Linked DNA regions of Mus musculus: all the other regions are linked to region 3. Evidence: chromatin contacts called from public promoter capture Hi-C data. All regions are on one chromosome and are shown on one strand. The core of a region is the stretch at or near the end of the contact, and the rest is flanking DNA. Distances in the headings are between cores, read along the strand shown.

Region 1 (2,967 bases), core at 286-2,785, 1.8 Mb before region 3:
CACTAAAAAAGCACTGAGGCTCAGAGCACTATACAAATCTAGTCAGTTTCAAGTCCCCAGGAGGGAGAGGGTGGAGTTAGTCTGGAGTTAGTCAATCTGGAGAGTAGGGTGAGATTGGGGATATGGGAATGGGGCTGGGGAGAAGGTACATATACTATTAAGTCATTAACAAATGGTAATGTAGTTCTTCCAATTAATAGTGAAAGTGTTTGTGGGGGTTGAAAACATTTACCCAGAACCTGGACTCCACCTGTGTTTGCTTTTCTGTCACTGTGACAAGTTTATGACCATTTAAAATGAGTAAAAAAACAAAACTGTATTTGGCTCACAGTTTCAGAGGTGTGGTACATGGTCACTTGGTTCCATTGCTGTGGACTTGAGGTGGGGCTGGACACGTGGCAGGGTGTGTGTGATGAAATAAAGCAGCCCCTCTCACGGCAAACACGAAGCAGACAGCAATGACAGGAAGAGGCCATTGCAACACAGTCCCTAAGAACACACCTCCAGTGATATACTTCCTTCAGTTAGCCCCACCTCCTGCTTTTCCATGGGCAATGGAGCTGTGCAATCAGTATTAACCTCTGATTAGGCCAGACTCTCAGGATCTAATTATTGTCCCAAAGTCCAGCATTAGGCAAAACAAGCAGCAGGGAAGGAGTGTGTGTGTGTGTGTGTGTGTGTGTGTGTGAGAGAGAGAGAGAGAGAGAGAGAGAGAAAGAGAGAAAGAGAGAGAGAGACCATATCCAAGTTTTATCACTATGAACCAAACTGAACCTGGGGCTATACATGTGTGCAGAACTAGGTCTTGAAGCATCAACAAATTCTACATTTAATAATTTTTCTCTTGGGTGTGAGATGGGTGAGGTAGCTGAACTAGGAGGAAGGACTCTTATTTTTATGATAATGACAAAGATAATGTAACTTTCTTTGTAAATGTAAAATTAATACAGGAAGTAACATGGTCAGTGTTTGTTGCTATCTCGTACTTGCCTAAGTTACATTGGGAGCCGCATGTATTCAAATTTCAAGGCATTATCTAGGGCCCTAGGGATTCCATTTTGCGGGAATATATGCAACTTCAGTTCATTTAGGGTCTCGATTATTTTCTTTTCCTCTAAAAATGTCTTTGATCTGGCACCTAATTTCTTTCTTTTTTTTTTTTTTTTGGTTGTTCTTATAGTAACCATATAAGCCCTTGATTTGAATTCCATTTTGCAGCTGTACACGACCTCATGGACCAACGAGAGGCTTAAAGTTAAAAGTTGGGATTGCCACTAAACTCGGGTTAAGAAGAAGGACTCTAAAGCACGTCTTGGTAGCTCAAATATCGTGGTTTCCGGCCCTTCCCTGGCTCGCAGCTCGCTCGGGAGGCTAACGTTAGGGGAGCATCCCCCAGGGTGAGCCCTCGGTGCAGGTCCCTCTGGGCTTTAACTTCGGGGCTGCTCGGAGGCCCGGCCTGAGTCAGCGCGGCGGCCGAGAAGTTGGGCGCGAGGCGCAGGGCGGGGCTTCCTCCTCTTCCTCCTCCTCCTCCTCCGATTCGAGCCCCGCTCTACTTTTCCGAGTCCGCGTCTCTTCCTCCGTCCGGGCGCGTGTTCCTCCAGCTCCGACCAGGCGGACGTGACAGCCGCAGACCTTTAACGCCACAGCCCGGGGCGGGGAAGCTCTCCGCGGCAGCCAGGACAGCCCGGCTCCGCTCGGCCGCACGCAGGCTCCTCCGGAGCGGCCGCGCGTCTCCTCGGGCCCGGCCCGTCCTCCACCTCGCTGGGTCGCCGCAGCATCCCGGGCTATGGAGACCGGCTCCGACTCAGGTCAGAGGCCGCGTGCTTGCGTGCGGCTGAGGGAATGAGGCTCAGGTCCAGGGGTTGGCCCGCCGCGTCTGCGTCTCCCGCTCCGCGCCGGGGAAGCTTGGCGGCGGCAGGTGGGCAGGACGCGGCGCGAGCGAGGCAGCGAGGGCGGGCGAGCGGGCGCGCGAGGGGCCGGCGGAGGCGGAGGGGGAGGGGGGAGGATGGCTCAGCTCTTTCTAAATATAAGAGCCGGCGTGAGGCTAGCAAGCCGGGCGCCGAGCCGAAGAGCCGCCGCGCGGTCACTCGGCCGCACGGGCGGCAGCGGCTCCTCCGAGGCGCGAGGCTGAGAGGGAGCTCCCGAGTCGCGAGCTCGCGAGGCGCGGCGAGAGCGACGCTCGCAGCGCAGAGGACGCAGGCAGCGGGCGGGCCTCGAGGGCGCAGCGCGGCCCGCGTGAGAGACCCGAGGCGGCTCCGGGCCCCTGCGGCACGGCGCGGCGCGGCGCGGCACCGCACGGCACGGCACGGCGACGGCCGCGAGCCCCCCTCGCCGGCCGCCCGCCCGCCCCTCCCTCGCTCGCTCCCGGGCGCAACATGGCTGCGGCCGCCGCCTCCGCCTCCCAGGACGAGCTGAGTAAGTGCGGCGCGGAGCCTGCAGCTGGGAGCGGGATTTAACTCCACGCAGGACCGGGGCTGGGCCCGGCCAGACACGGGAGGCTGGGGGGGCGCGGGGCCGGGCAAGTGGGTGTGCGGTGGTCTCGGCACGGGGCTCCGGGGCTCAGGCCTGGCGGGAGGGCGGGCGAACAGGCGCGGGCCGCCGCCGCGGGCGCTCGTAGGCCGCAGGTTTGCAATGTCACGTCGTGAAATTGAAACCAGAGCCCCGGGCTTAGCTACCCCTGCTCGAAATCTGCTTCGGCCCGGGCTTTGGGGGGATCCCGGGCCCCTGGCTTGCTACCGGAGCTGGCGCGCGGCCTGTCGCCCCCAGGTCGGACTGTGTCCACCCGTCCGTTCCGTCAGACCCCCCGCATGTCCCTTGATTCTGACTGACGGGCGAATTCTGGACGTGGAGCTTTGGGGAAGGGGAGAGGGTTGCCTTTCCCGCACCTCCAAGGAATCGGCAGAAAGGTCACAGATGGGAGATGACTTTCAGGTTGAAGCTGTAAAGGCCAATAGGGCCGCTGTTAAT
Region 2 (2,700 bases), core at 154-2,653, 1.9 Mb before region 3:
AAAACTGTACTCTCACTAGCTGGTGAGAATTTAGTCAGTGAAGTACAGTCTTAATAGCTCCAAACATCAAACTGCTCTAAGCCTGAAAGAAAGGGAATTTGACTCCGAATTGCCAACTCTGTAAAGCTAATCTGGAGGACTAATCCACCATTAATGGTAATACAGCTATCCAAAGTAGTCATTACAAGAAGGCTGGAAAACAAAACAACAACAACAACAAAAACCTAGGAAAGAGACACAGCTATGATGGAAACACGGCTATGACTGACGCTGCAGTCTTCCGATGGGGCTCTTGAAACAGAAATACCTCCCTCAAGCATGACATAACAGGTGATTTTTTTTTTTACATATACTGCAGTAATCAAAGAAAAGGGGGTCAAGCTAAATCCTCCTACATGCACAGCAGGCAATAAAGCCTTTGTCAGATCACTACACACGTCCAAAAATTATTTTCCTACTAGGAATTCTCAATCTTCTGCCCCAAGTCAGAAACAACTATCCAAGGTCACTCAGGAGTTGTCAGAGCCAAAAGTCACAGTCCAGTTTTCGGACTGATAGTTCGCTGTTTGTGTGTGTGTGTGTGTGTGTGTGTGTGCGCGCGCTTCTAGATAAATGTCATTATTGACATTATCCCAGAGGCCAAACTTCTGTCCTATCAAATTGGCATGATCAGTTGTTAATACTCAGTATTTCAGACTTTTCTGTTCTATGTCCTATCTCAGATCCTAGCACTGACAATCACCCTGCTTTCCGAGCATGCACCTCAAGTAACCAGAATGCTTTTTACACCAAAAATAAAATAAGTGCAAAGCTTTGCATAACAACTGTCCAAAAACAGAACTGGCTGTCCTCCAAAACTGTCCTCGAGGAGGTGGCCATGCTGGCTAGCGGGCCAAGGTGGCTCATTCCACGGCCACGTGGGAAACGTGGACCTCCTAAAAGTCCAGGCGGCAGCAGTGTGCTGGGGTCGTAGAGGACCTGATCACCCGGCTAGGAGACCCAAATCCCCAGCCACCCATCAGCGCCCGCGAGCCTCACCTTGAGCGTCTCGTAGGCGGTCGCCACTAGCAGGAAAGCCTCGGCGCTCGGCGGCGCGCCCCCGGGGCCGTCCCCGGGCTCGGGCCGGTAGCGATCTGGGTGGTAGCGCCGGGCCAGCTGACGGTAGGCCCGCGCGATCTCCGCCTTGCTGGCCGAGCGGCTCACGCCCAGCACCTCGTAGCAGTCGCGCGTGCCGCAGTACAGCCCTTCCACCAGGGCCTCGGCGGGCCGCGCCAGCAGCGGGACCAGCAGCAGCGGCGCCAGCAGCAGCCATGGGCGCTGGCCGGCAGCCCCGGGTCCCCCGCGCAAAGCGAGCCGCGCCGCCATCCCCGCCTCGCTCGCCGCTCTGCCAGCACAGCGGCCGCGGCTGCTCTCCTCGGCGCCGGGCTCGGCCCCGCAGCCCGGTCCACGTCAGCAGGCCGCGCCTGTGCGCAGGCGCAGGGGGCGTGGCGCCGCAGCCACTTCCGTCCCCGCGCGTTGCTAGGAGAGAAGGACGCCTTAGCCTCGGGCGGCTTCTGTGTGTTGTGGAGCCTGGTAGTCTTAGTAGCTCAGCGGTCTTTTCTGAGGCAGGGGTAGGTGTCTGTCTGTCTGAAGCGCTCCTAGCCGCCTAGTGCGGCACAGTCCACACGCAGGACTAGCCACACGCCACCTTCTCGACCTCGCTACTTCATCCGCTGCCGTAGGAACTCTGGGCACTGGCATCCTGTCTCCAGGCCTGGACATTGCCCCCCCTCTAACCCAAACTGAAGATGAACTTAGACAATTGCACTGTCTCTCTCCCAGGAGCCCTGAAAGACCGTGGCCTTTTTGTTCTCTGTTTCTCTGCTTATTTATATTTTAGAGCAAACAATTATTTGCCCGGAGGATGTAAAACGTTTAGTAGTACCCCCATACGGTCCACAAAAGTGCCTGTAACACCATTATCCCTAATTGTGACAATCAAAATACAGCTTAAGATCTTGCAAATGCCTCCAGGGAAATCAGGAGGTGGAGTGGGGAGAGGACGTGCTCCATTAAGTTTAAATTTCAGATAAACCACAGTTTTTAAATGTGTAATTTATTTGTTGCTGTGACCAAATACCTGCAAGCAGCAACATCAAAGATGAAGGATTTATTTGGGTTTAGGGTTCTAGGGAATACGGCCCCCACAGTCCAGAAGGCCTGGCAACAAAGTTGCTAGTTACACATTATCTGAAATTAGAATAAAGGAATGAAAAGGGTGCCAAATTTATTTTCTCCTTTTTATTTGATCCAATGCCTCACTATGTATGATGGTGATGTGTCCATGTTGTTCTTACCTCAGTTACACCCTTCTGGAAAACAGCCTCACACACACTCAGAGATGTGTTTCCATGGTGATTCTAAATCCAGTCGGGTTGATAATGAATGACCAGTATATCCCACATGACTGACTTTATAGTTTCCCAGGTCTATGATGGCAACTGGCTAACAACTAATAGATAGGGATCTATCCATTGGGATTGGTCTGTACACCAAGTGAAGATTTGATAGACAATGTTAGATATTCAGGAAGAATACAATTAAATTTTTCTAGTATCAACATGGACTTTAGCCTCTATAAACCTCAATTATTTCATTTCAAATAAATTCAAAGTGAGCCAAAATACCAATACCTCTTTCAAGACGGGGAGTTTCTATTAA
Region 3 (2,904 bases), core at 326-2,825:
ACCCCCTGTCTTCTCTGTGTGCTTTGCTGAGGTCACTGCTTCCCCAACTCTTTCTTAAACTGTCATTTGCTTGCCAACCATGTTACAAGCTCCACCAGTAGCTCTGGAGCCCAATGAGTCTGTATGTCAGTCTCTTAAGCTCTCCAAAGCTCAGTTTCCTCCTTTGTATGATCCAGGTAATAACCTGTACGCTAACAGGCTAAATTAAGACATATGGAAAGGGCTTACCGTAATGTCTGGCACAAAATTAGGGCCTGATAAACAGTAGTGTTATTCTCCCCAAAGGCCTGGCCTCCTTTCAGCTTCATTTCCCACATTCCTTTCTGCAACACAGGACAACTCACTTGTCTGTGGGCAAACCCTGAACCTGTGGGCATTGATTGTTAGCAATTCGCTGTCTCCAGTTTGCTCCATGTGCCCTATGCAATTCATTCTTATGTTCTGCTTCGCTTCCCAGGAGTCTGTCCAACCTTGACCAACCTTCTCAGTAGCAATAGCTTATGCAGGACCTTTCCTTAATTCTGGGCATGGGCGAGGTCCTTGAAGCAGGGTGTCTCCAAAGGAGTATGGAAAAGTACTTCCCCTCCTCGCAGGCCTCAATTTTCTTGTTTGGAACGGGTCCGTTGGACTGGCAGGTTAAAGCTCCAGCCAGGGTTGAGATTTTAAGCAGATAGAATTTCATTAAGTGGCAGGGACCTTCTAGGTCGCCTACTCCACTTCTGCAGAAGGAGAAACTGAGTACGGTTGGTGTTTTGTTTTTGTTTTTGTTTTTCTTCCAGAAAGAGCCGTGTTTTTCTTTGCCCTAGGGGTAAGACTTCCCTGGAAGGAGACAGTCTTATTTTCTTCATCTGGTCAAGCAGGAGGAACTCTTGGACTTCTAGGGGGTCCTGCGCGCCCGGAAACACGTGTGTGCTCACCTACGTGTACGCACGTGAGCGCACCTACAGCAGCAGGGGGCGCTCGGGCCGGCAGGGGGCAGCACAAGCCCGGCGCAGCCCCGGGGGAGGAGGGCGTGCTGCAGTGCCGGCGGCGGCGGCTGGAGGTGCAGCCCTCCCAGGTGGGAGGCGGGGGCTGCGGGCGCAGGAAAAGGCGCCCCGGGAGCGGGCGCTCGGCGGGGGCCTCCTCGGGCCGGGCGCGGCGCGAGTGGGAGCGAGCGCGCCGGGAGCACGCAGGCGCTTTGCTCCGGCTGGCCCTCGGCCGGCGCGCGGCGCGGGAGCAGCCCGCAGCCGGGTCCCCCCGCGGCGCTCTTCGCGGGGCAGCGGCCACGCAGCAGCCGGCACCGACCGACCGCCCCAAGCGCGCGGCAGCGACAGCGGCGACAGCAGCGGGACGGTCCCCCGGGCCGCCTGTGCGCGTTCTCTCCCGCGCGGCTACTCTCGGCGGGCGCTGGCCCGGCCGACGCGTCCCGCGGGCGGCCGGAGCGCGGCGGCGGCCTCGGCTGGGGCGGGAGCGAGCCCCGGGCCGCAGCCCGCGGGAGGCGGCGCGGCGCGGCGGGCACTGACGGCGGCGCCGGGCGCTCCCGGGCGGCGGCGCGGCGGCAGCGCAGGGGGCGGAGGCAGGGGGCGCCCCCGGCCAGGATGCTGCGGTTCCTGCGCCGGACCTTTGGCCGCCGCTCCATGCAGCGCTACGCGCGGGGCGCGGCGGGGCGCGGGGCCGCCGGGCTGGGGGACGAGCGCGACGGGGGGCCGCGAGGGGGCCCGGCTGCCGCCGCCAGCTCCTCGGTGCTGCCCGCCGCGCCCGGGGGCAGCGTATTCCCGGCCGGCGGCGGGCCCCTGCTCACCGGCGGCGCGGCTGTGCACATCTCCGCCTCGGGAGCTGCCAAGGCCACCCTTTACTGCCGTGTCTTCCTGCTCGACGGAACCGAAGTGAGCGTGGACCTGCCGGTGAGTGACGCGGCGCGTGCGGGGCACTAGCAGCCTGCTCTGCTTGGGTCAGAACCCCCTGTCCCAGTCTTTCTTTCTCTCTGGGAAGCTACCCGGGCTGTTTTTTGGGGACCCCTCCCCCATCTTCTGCCAATCTTCCCCAGCCATGAACCCTCCCAGACCACCAGCCCGGGTATGCTCTGGGGCCCAGTCTTTGGCACCTTGCAACCGCAGGGTTGCGGCGCCCTTCTTTGGCGACCACCTAGGATTTTTGTGCCTCACTCCTACCCCATGCTATCCCATGCACACGTCCCTACGTCCCCTCCCCTTGGCGCAGGTGGCTGGCATTCCCTGCCAATGTTGGCCTTCGGCTGCTGGATTGAGTAGAATTTTTCAAGCGACGCAGGGCTGTTCCGGGGTATCCCGCTTTGGGTATCAGGCCTTGGTGGAGAAGAAATCCTTGCCTGCTGCTCAGCAGGTGCCCCAAGTTTGGGAAGAGGCTTAGGGAACAGTTTTGCCGCTCTGCCTTCTCCCGATTCCCCGTGGATGGCCCCCATAGGGAGCCTATCCCAAAGTGCTCCCTGGCTCACAACCTCGCAGGGAGTGGAGCGACTTGGGAGCCAACTCAGGCCAGGTCCGCTTTGAACGGAGAGATAAGCCTTGGCGTGCTGGGAGTTGGCCCCGGTCCCCTCTGGACTGGCCTACCCACTCTCTCCCACACCCGGCAGTTTGCGTGGTTCGTTCAGGGCATCCCGGGGTGGCAGCACCAGGGCCTGCGTCCGGTTCACACACCCACAGGTGGTTGCACCCGGGCCCAGTTCCAGTGGCAAGCTAGGCCAGCGCCAGTGTCTCCGACAGGGAGTCCAGCCGCCAAAAGAGCCTTTTTGGCCGAAGGGGCCAGTCAGATCCTATCAAACGCTGCACTAACGGGCGCCCACTGCGCTGCGGCAGACGGTGCCTTCGGGAATCTTTGGGCATGACTGAAGACACCGCAGTAATTGAGCTTTAGATGAGTTACAGATTGTCCGGAGTGTTTAGGCCT

The links. Promoter capture Hi-C pulls out the DNA fragments that hold promoters and counts their contacts.
Region 1: a promoter capture Hi-C map of liver shows a contact between it and region 3, with 6 times the contacts expected there. The contact joins the promoter of Ecpas here to the promoter of Epb41l4b in region 3. A contact is called at or near these places in 3 of 39 promoter capture datasets (cranial neural crest and liver).
Region 2: a contact with region 3 is called in a promoter capture Hi-C map of liver, with 3 times the contacts expected there. The contact joins the promoter of Dnajc25 here to the promoter of Epb41l4b in region 3. A contact is called at or near these places in 2 of 39 promoter capture datasets (both in liver) and 1 of 115 datasets of contacts at active chromatin or transcription factors (pancreatic cancer cells).

Annotation. Positions count from the first base shown.
Region 1 is chr4:58,911,317-58,914,283 of GRCm38.p6, reverse strand. Ecpas (Ecm29 proteasome adaptor and scaffold) reads left to right here and starts at 1,535. Exons shown (of 49, transcript NM_172381.3): 1 at 1,535-1,808. The coding sequence starts at 1,787.
Region 2 is chr4:59,001,896-59,004,595 of GRCm38.p6, reverse strand. Dnajc25 (DnaJ heat shock protein family (Hsp40) member C25) reads right to left here and starts at 1,403. Exons shown (of 4, transcript NM_001033165.3): 1 at 1,039-1,403. The coding sequence starts at 1,365.
Region 3 is chr4:57,141,827-57,144,730 of GRCm38.p6, reverse strand. Epb41l4b (erythrocyte membrane protein band 4.1 like 4b) reads left to right here and starts at 1,575. Exons shown (of 25, transcript NM_001355492.1): 1 at 1,575-1,883. The coding sequence starts at 1,578. LOC108168956 reads left to right here and starts at 80. Exons shown (of 2, transcript XM_017320489.1): 1 at 80-125; 2 at 740-1,473. The coding sequence starts at 80. The coding sequence ends at 1,473.